3 separate regions of the Sus scrofa genome follow, and regions 2 and 3 are each linked to region 1. The links are chromatin contacts, called in public Hi-C and HiChIP or PLAC-seq maps. All regions are on one chromosome and are shown on one strand. The core of a region is the stretch at or near the end of the contact, and the rest is flanking DNA. Distances in the headings are between cores, read along the strand shown. Region 1 has its middle 12 kb from the start of MSL1. Region 2 holds the start of THRA (thyroid hormone receptor, alpha). Region 3 holds the start of MED24 (mediator of RNA polymerase II transcription subunit 24).

Region 1 (2,700 bases), core at 174-2,673:
CCCATTACTGTCTTAAATGTGACCGTTGACTCCTGGCCTCTCCATGCTTCATTTTTTGAGTAATGTGCTTTCCTCTGATTCTCATAGAGCCTTTTTCTCTCACTTCTCTGCACGGTTTCCTCTCTGTGCCTAAAAGGCTCTGAGCTCAAGGAGCAGACAGCCCTGCAGGCCCAGCTGCAGTGACCTACATTGGCTCTCCCCTAGGCCCTGGGTGTGGGGGCTGAGGTTTCAAGATAGGAACTTGGGAATCTGGCACAGGTTAGGGATGACAGGCTGCAAAAGCAGCACAGAGGGACCTCAAGGCAGGGGGCGCCACAGGACTGAGTTCTCACTTTGTCATTTGTGGACAATATAAGACTTTCAGCCTCCAAGTGCAAAAGCATTTCTGAGCAGTGACCCCCACCCCCACCCCCCAGAAAGGAGCCAGAGGTCTCTGACAGGCCTGGTCTCTATTCATTAGATTTGGGAGTGGTTTCTGCCTGCTCCCCATTCTCACTGAACCCACCCCAGTCGGCTACAGCTGGCTGGAAAGATTTCCTTGGCCTTGATGTAGACCAGTGAGTTCAAATTTCAGCTGATTTATTTCAGGAACATGGAAGCTGAGTAGAGGCGGTCAGATATGCAAAAATTCAGTCCCAAGCTTTACTATATAGAGACTAGTTCCTTAGACCCAAGGACTCTGGGAAGGATCCAGAAGGAGCCCCAAGGCTGAACGACCATTTACGAAATCCTCACCTCAGGACCCTGATAGCTGAACCTCTCCTTCCAGCTCTAGGCCTTCTGGGACAGGGAAGGCAGGTTCCGAAATAGGGTTTTTTCCCCTTTTCCCACCATAAACCAGTGTTTAGGATGCCCACCGCATCCAGATTGTGGATGTTTTGCCCTGGCAAGGAAATCCTCTTGCGGGGGCGTGGGGGTGGAATTAGGTGGTGGTGACAGAGAATGATAGATGAGCCTTTTGCTTAGCAGAGAGGGAGAGAAAGAGAGGGAGAGCGCGAGCAGGCTCTGCAGGATTGGGTGGCTCTCCTGTCCAAAGGGCTTCCCCTTGGCCAAGCCCCACCCCAAAGCCCAGGAAGTCCAGAGCTTGGCACGTCGCCAGGGTGAGAGCATTCCGCAGGACTCTGACGGGCTGTGGGGGAGGGTGGCGGTGTTCCGACCACGAGGATGGGGGAGGGGGAGGAAGCGCGCAGGGGAGGAAATGACCACGGAGAAGAGGGTGAGGGTAAGAGGCGGGGACCTAGTTCCCAGTCCCACGAGCCCCTTTCAGAGAGAAGGGCTGAGGCTGGACGTCTTTCCAACGGCCATGCGAAGGGGCTGCAGCTTCGGAGCCAATGACCCTTAGGTCACCTCTCTGCTCAGGGTCACAACTGACATCCCAAACTGTCCTCGGGAGAGTCTCTCCCCCCTCCGGAACCCTGGGACTGCGGTTGAGCTCGGGAGCCCCCGCGTGGCGAAAATCTGGAACTGCGGCTGGGCTGGGGGCGGAGCCCTTCGGCTCCGCCTCGGTCTCTCCCCCAGCGCCCCGCCCTTTTCCCCCACTAGGCCCAGGACTCTGGAAATAGCACCTGGTAATGGGAGTGCTGACAGATGCTGAGTTATAGGGGAGCAAGTGTCCCTGGCCCTTAACGTTCTAGCTTGAGGACTTTGGAGCTGTTTCTCCTGAAACTAGGTGCCCCAGGACTCCTCCCATTCCCTTCCACACAGGGCTCTTCAACATGCCCCTGGGTAGTGTGCTTCTTGGCTACAATGACGTCCCCTTCCTGTGCCCCAAGATTTGCAGCTCGGGGGTTATCTACTATTCACAACCCGCTATGACTTTGGAGGGAGAAATGGCCCCTGAATACTCTGATTTGATTTGATTTTTTATTTATTATAATTATTTTCTTACTTTTTAGGGCGGCACCCAGGCTTATGGAAGTTCCCAGGCTAGGGGTCCAACTGGAGCTGCAGCTGCAGGCCTACGCCACAACCACAGCAATGTGGGATCCAAGCCACGTCTGCGACCTACACCACAGCTCACAGCTCACGGGATCCCCGACCCACTTATCGAGACCAGGGATCAAACCCGCATCCTCGTGGATACTAGTCCATGATTTGTTTCTGATGCGCCACAAGGGGAACCCGCCTCCCAATACTCTGATCTTAAATTTACCCTTCGCCACTCTTCCTCCTCTGAGCACCGCCTCACTTACAACTCCTAGTCTGCCTCCAACCACATACTTTCCATCAGCCCAATTCCCTACCCCATCTCTGAACCTCACATCTCATGTGAGGAAAAGAAGTGGAGAGGAAAATAGACAAAGCCTAGGTCAGAATTTTTCCCAAGGAAATGGTTTCCTCTGTTTAGCTTCACTTGACCTATTTTCTAGCTTTTTTAGCCCAGCTCTGTGCATCAAGCCTTTTCACTGGACTAATTTTTGGTGTCCTGCCCTCTCCACCTTCCCCCAACATGATTTCTGAGAGGCTCTTCCCATCCAGGACAAAAGTTCTTAATTCTGAGAGAGGAGGATTCTCCATTTTGGAAATATCTCCCAGCTTGAGGAATCTGAGCCCATAGAGGAAGAACCAGCATCTCTGGGGAAGGAGCGGTGATGGAAGTGGCAAGAAGCGGAACACTCACTGTAGGAGAGAGGTCACGCTCCCTTATCCAGGCCACATTTAAAGAACTGGTATCGGGGATCTCAGAGAGGTCTGCCAACA
Region 2 (2,881 bases), core at 160-2,659, 36 kb before region 1:
GGAAGCAGCCACAGGAGGGAGGTTGTGTGTGGGGAGCTGCGCCTCTTGGCCCCTCTCACGTGCCCACACCTGCCTGGGTGGGCAGTCACCGAGCCTCAGGTGTGTAGCCTAGGGTCAGAGGTGCAAACCTGGAGGGAATGGTCGGCCCAGGTGGGCGGTGCCCTGGACCCCAGCTGGCAGAACAAAGCTAGCATTGGCGGCAGGCTGTTTGCAAGCTGTGTGAACTTGAGTGAACGGGCAAGCTTTCCGAGGCTTCTTTTTCTCACCTGCGAAGTTCTGATGCCCACCTGGGTGGACATATACTCTCTATTCCCTTAATGCCTGTTGGTTTCCTCTCGCCCTCCCTGTCCATCCCAGTGGGTGGCAGCTCAGCTAAACCAACTGGGAAGTCTGGTCCTCAGACTGGGAAGTGTGACTTGGGACCTTGTATGGGAAGCTCCTTGGGGGGCCGGGGTTGGAGAGGCCTAAGTCGGCCAGCAGCAGGGGAGGTCGGCTGGCTGCTCTTTTCAGCATCCCTCTCCATTGAGGCCCTCAGGTGGGCGCTCACACTTCCTTCACCGGGACCCCCCCCATGCCTGGGCTGAATGAAAGCTGCTCATCTCTGGTCACTTCTTCTTCTTCTTTTTTTTTTTAAGGGCCACACTCTCAGCACATGGAGGTTCCCAGGCGAGGGGTCCAATCGGAGCTCCAGCTGCCGGCCTCCACCAGAGCCACGGCAACACGGGATCTGAGCCGCGTCTGCGACCTGCACCACAGCTCACGGCAACACCGGGTCCTTAACCCACTGAGTGAGGCCAGGGATCGAACCCGCCTCCTCATGGATCCCAGCCGGGATCGTTAACTGCTGAGCCACGGAGGGAACTCCATCTCTGGTCACTTCTTTCCCTGTGATACTAACGACACCTTGGCTGAGGGGTGGTAACAAGGGCTGATGTGTAATAGACGCGTATGAAGGGGCCAGGCCCTTGCTTGACTGTGAGGCTTGAGACGTGCTACGTGGATTACCTCATTCTTTCCCTCCATCCCTTTCCATGTCTGGGGACCGGGATGTGAATCTCCAGCCTTGCCTGCTGTCTGTCGAGCCGAAGGGCTTCCCGGTCCTCTCCCGATGCCTGCCCTCCCTCCATGCCTACCACCATCTCGTGATAAGCCCCAAGAGCCCAAAATGTTGGCGCCGAAGGAATCCTATTCACCTCCTCCCACCACGGCGCCGCCTTATCCCTGCCTCTCTCCTCTCTCTGCAGGGACCTCCGGACAGGACAAGATTCCGAAGCTACTCCCCCAGCCCAGGACCCCCCCCACAGACTCAGCTTGCCCCCCAGCCCTACCACCTGCCACTCCCTGGCCCCCTTCTCACCGCCCGCTCCCCCCTTGGGGTGCAGGGCATGGTGTGAAAGGCCAAGTGCTGAGGCGGGCACCATGGGTGCTGTGCCCTAGGGCCTGGGTGGCGGGGGGTGGGTGGCCTGTGGGTGTGCCGGGGGGGCCAGTGTGCCCACCCCAGTCTCTTGGCGTGCTGGAGGGCATCCTGGATGGAATTGAAGTGAATGGAACAGAAGCCAAGCAAGGTGGAGTGTGGGTCAGACCCAGAGGAGAACAGGTAATGGGTCCGGCAACTAGGTGTCGTGCAGCAGTCGCTGGGCTGGGCCAGAGAGCACTGAGCTTGGGCCTTTTAGCACCCCTGGGGGGATGGGCCTGAGGCCGGCAAGCCTGCTGCCTACCTTTGCCCAGGAGATGAGGTCATGTTCCCATGTGGCTGGGAATTAGGCACCTGGAGGGAGAGATGCCCGTTTTGAAAGGGGGAGGGCGTGCAGCACAGAGTAATTACAGGCAGCAGGCATGCGGCCCCTCCCTTGTCAGTGCTCGGAGTCTCCAATGCCCCCCAGCTTCCCCTCAGCCACCCTCACCTGAGCATGTGGAATCCAAACAGCCTGGCCATTTTCCTCCTCTCCCTCCCAGCCTCTTCACGTCTGACCACTAGTGTGAGGTCCAGAAGCCATGGTGCGTGTGACATGGCATTTCAGGGCACCATGCACCAGTAACTGTTGATCACAACTCACGCTTATATTTGGAACATATTGGGAGCCTCACAAGCTCTTCCTTGTTCATGGGCAAGGGCGGGCAATGCCATGGGGCTCCTCCCAGGAAGTGGAAGTGAATGCCAGCTCTGAAGATTTGCTCCCACGTGGAGGAAGCATCAGCCCTGCACACACAGCTGGGGATGGGTTCCCTATGATCCGCATTGCGCTTCGGGCGTCCAGAGGGTCTCTGCCTCTCCCATCAGTTCCAAGTGGCACAGAGCTCGGTCTCAGTTGGCGTGGTGCCTTGGGAGCTGGGTACAGCCTGTGCCTATGGCCAGGGAGAGGGTGGGGGAGGGGTGCTCTGGGGAGCAGTGTGGCCGTTGCCTAGGAGACCAGATCCTGAGCCAGGAGGCCGGAGGCCTGGCCAGGCAAAGCCCTGGGGCCCAAGATTGGGTCCCTGGAGGGGTGGAGGAAGTGGATGGGGCTGGCAGTTGGGTAGGGCAATGGGGGTATCCCCCCCTCCCCAAGCCTCACCCCAGGGGGGCTCTGAAAAAAGATTTGGCCTGTCATCGTGAAGCTGTCACTTGCAGCCCCTGTTCTTTCCCGCCCACACTTCCATGGGTCTGGGAGGGTCGGCTCCTAATTCAGAGAAAGGCGGGAATGCTTAGTTCCTGTCCCCCAGGACTGCAGCCCCTCCCCGTCAGCCTCCCCTCCCCCATGTCCCCGCGCCACCTTGTGGCTGTCTCTGGGACTGCACCCAGAGGCTTTGCGTCTAGCTAATTGCTAAAGACCCGCAGCTCAACTGGGCTGGGGGAGGTCCCCTACACCCACCCCCCTCCGGAGGCAGGAGGGGGAGATGTGAT
Region 3 (2,700 bases), core at 28-2,527, 60 kb before region 1:
TAACTCCCACTCAACACTCATGATTTGGTTTAAACATCACTTCCTCCCTAATCACTCAGACTGGATTAAGCATCCCTCCCATGTACTCCACAATACTCTGCCCTAGCCTAATCATAATCCCATCCTGTGATTGGCTGCTTATTTACATGCTTGTACTACCTAATAAATTCATTGTGTGCTGGGATTAGCTCTGTTCACAGGTAAATCCCCAGTGCCTATAGCATTGCCTGGCACATACAAGCATTTGTGAATGTTTATTCAGAGGACAGTGAATGCAATATTCATCACAACAAGTGAAAGATGACATTTTCAAGAGAAAACTGAGGCTCAGACAAATGATGTGTTCAGGCACATTCACCCAGAAAGTGTGAGCTGACAGACTCCAAGTCTTTCACCTCCAAACCCTCACTTTTTGGAATAAGGGGAACAATTTACCTGGGAACTAATGGCATACTTCAGGTAGGACAGGATGAGAGGATTGGGGGACGGTCCAATCATGGCCTGCTCCAGTAGTGCTTCTGCAAGGGCAATAACAAAGGAAGACTGAGTGGTTACAACATTTCTGGGGTTAGCCCTCCCATCCATCCTTCCTTCCTACTTCACACGAGACCTGCTAGGTTGAGAATGTCCCAGGTGGCTCCTTTGGGAAAGAATTTCTTCATGTTGATTGACCACTGGTAGTCACTCCATCGCTCCTTCCAAGCTTGCAAAATGGCTTGCTTCAGGTTCACCACCTTCATGATTTCACTCTGAGGCGGCGGGGCCGGTGGAGGTCAGCTTTGAGGGGGGAGAAATCGAGCTAGAGGAGGGGAGAGGAGATTCTGAGGAAAAGAACGGGGGGGAGGGGCAGAGTTAAATGGAATGGAGAAGATACAGGAAGATTTAACGAAGGCAGAACTAGAAATGAGAAAAAGGGGAAAGGGGCAAAGTAAGGATCCTGTCAGATTCTTTCCTCCTGAACCGTCCTTCTTTAAACTGGAGCACTAACTAAAAAGAGGGTGTCAAAGGGGTTTAATACAAAGAACGGGCAGCAAGGGGTTAAGCCGGTTCCGGGTGCCTGACTACGCCCTTAGCTCTGGCTGCGTCCCTGAGCCGCTACCATCTCAAATCCAGATTTTCCCCCCATTTCCTCCACCCTCCCCAACCCTGAAACTTTAATTCCCTGTTCACTTTTCATCCATCACCTCCCCAAATTTAAGCCTACCGGACAACCTAGTTCTAGATCCTACGTAGCGCCATTTTGGCACTTATTAAAGAGCTAATTTTCTATTGGCTGAGAGTAACAACCATGAACCAATAAGAATGCGATAAGAGACTGGTTACTCCACGATGCCTTCTGGGAATTGTAGTTCTGTGGACTCCGTTGGTAAGGAAGCTAAGGAACGAAGCTAGTCAGTCTGCATTTTCTCTCCTTCAGGGAAGGACGTGTGGGAGCTCGGGCATCACTGAGATGCTGGGAAAGGCTCTCTAAAGGCCTCTCGCAAAGGCTTCCTCCAGTGACGTCACTGTCGACCGAGCATTTAAGTTACCTTAGGATGGGCTTTCATTACCTGCTGGTTAGTAGGCAACACCAAGGGTATGGTTTACGTTCATCAGTAGATTTTCTCTCTCCCGGACTTTTTGTTGTTGTTGTTGTTCTCCTAAATACCTGAATCTACCAGGGTGTTTGGTTGGTTGGTTGGTTTGGTTTTTATTTTTTTGGCCGTGCCTACCAGAGTTCTTCTCATTTCCATACCTGTATTCCAGAAGCAACGTTGAGGTTCTGTCAGTTGCACACACATCACCCACCACTTCAACCCCCAAATCTGGCGATCCTTCCAGAATCTCCTGGCCCAGCATACTGCCTGAAGACAGAAGTAAGGAAGAAACTGAGGTTTAGGTTATCAAAAATAAGGACAGTCTGGAGTTCCCATCGTGGCGCAGTGGTTAACGAATCCGACTAGGAACCATGAGGCTGCGGGTTCGGTCCCTGCCCTTGCTCAGTGGGTTAACGATCCGGAGTTGCCGTGAGCTGTGGTGTAGGTTGCAGACGCGGCTCGGATCCTGCATTGCTGTGGCTCTGGTGTAGGCCGGTGGCTACAGCTCTGATTCAACCCCTAGCCTGGGAACCTCCATATGCCGCGGGAGGGCCCAAGAAATAGCAACAACAACAACAACAAAAAAGACAAAAAAAAAAAAAAATAAGGACAGTCTGAGAAACCTTCATAGTCAAGAGTCCAAGGAGACATAATGACTAAATGTAACTTGGTAACCTGGATGTAGTCCTGAACCAGAAGAACATTAGGTGAAAACTAAGCAATCTGAAAAAAACATGGACTTTAGTTAACAATAATGTATCAATAGTGTATAATAATGTTAACAAATGTACCACACTAACATAAGATGTTTAAAAAAGGGGGGGGGAGTTGAGTGTGGGGTACATAGAGACTCTCCACTATTTTCATTTTATCCCTATAAATCTAAAACAATTATTTTAAAAAATTATTAAAAACAATAGGGAGGTGCCATTGTGGCACAGCGGAAACGACTCCGACTAGTAACAATGAGGTTGCAGGTTCAATCCCTGGCCTCGCTCAGTGGGTTAAGGATTCGGCATTGCTGTGAGCTGTGGTGTATGTCGCAGACAGGGCTCAGATCTGACCTTGCTGTGTGGCTGTGGTGTAGGCCGGTGGCTAGAGCTCCGATTCAACCCCTAGCCTG

The links. Hi-C and Micro-C count contacts between places; a contact is called where the count stands out from the background. HiChIP or PLAC-seq counts read pairs in DNA pulled down with a chosen protein or histone mark.
Region 2: an H3K27ac HiChIP or PLAC-seq map of skeletal muscle shows a contact between it and region 1. The contact joins the promoter of THRA here to the enhancer-like site in region 1. A contact is called at or near these places in 3 of 5 promoter capture datasets (fetal liver, fetal skeletal muscle and liver), 19 of 47 Hi-C or Micro-C datasets (adipocytes, alveolar macrophages, brain and 11 more) and 2 of 2 datasets of contacts at active chromatin or transcription factors (alveolar macrophages and skeletal muscle).
Region 3: a contact with region 1 is called in a Hi-C map of liver, with 3 times the contacts expected there. The contact joins the promoter of MED24 here to the enhancer-like site in region 1. A contact is called at or near these places in 4 of 5 promoter capture datasets (fetal liver, fetal skeletal muscle and liver), 17 of 47 Hi-C or Micro-C datasets (adipose tissue, brain, embryonic fibroblasts and 9 more) and 2 of 2 datasets of contacts at active chromatin or transcription factors (alveolar macrophages and skeletal muscle).

The regions. Positions count from the first base shown.
Region 1 is chr12:22,248,129-22,250,828 of Sscrofa11.1, reverse strand. No RefSeq gene overlaps it. Among named protein-coding and RNA genes, the nearest start is that of MSL1, 12 kb to the right of the region's middle. Within about 2 kb of position 1,423, at least 63 of the 83 cell types and tissues checked have an H3K27ac peak or open chromatin away from gene starts, as enhancers often do. A contact at or near this core is called in adipose tissue, alveolar macrophages, brain and 10 more, where this site is marked.
Region 2 is chr12:22,283,688-22,286,568 of Sscrofa11.1, reverse strand. It overlaps THRA (thyroid hormone receptor, alpha), which reads left to right and starts at 1,409. Exons shown (of 8, transcript NM_214190.1): 1 at 1,409-1,597. The coding sequence starts at 1,545.
Region 3 is chr12:22,307,581-22,310,280 of Sscrofa11.1, reverse strand. MED24 (mediator of RNA polymerase II transcription subunit 24) reads right to left here and starts at 1,277. Exons shown (of 28, transcript XM_021067025.1): 1 at 1,205-1,277; 2 at 611-821; 3 at 436-518. The coding sequence starts at 740.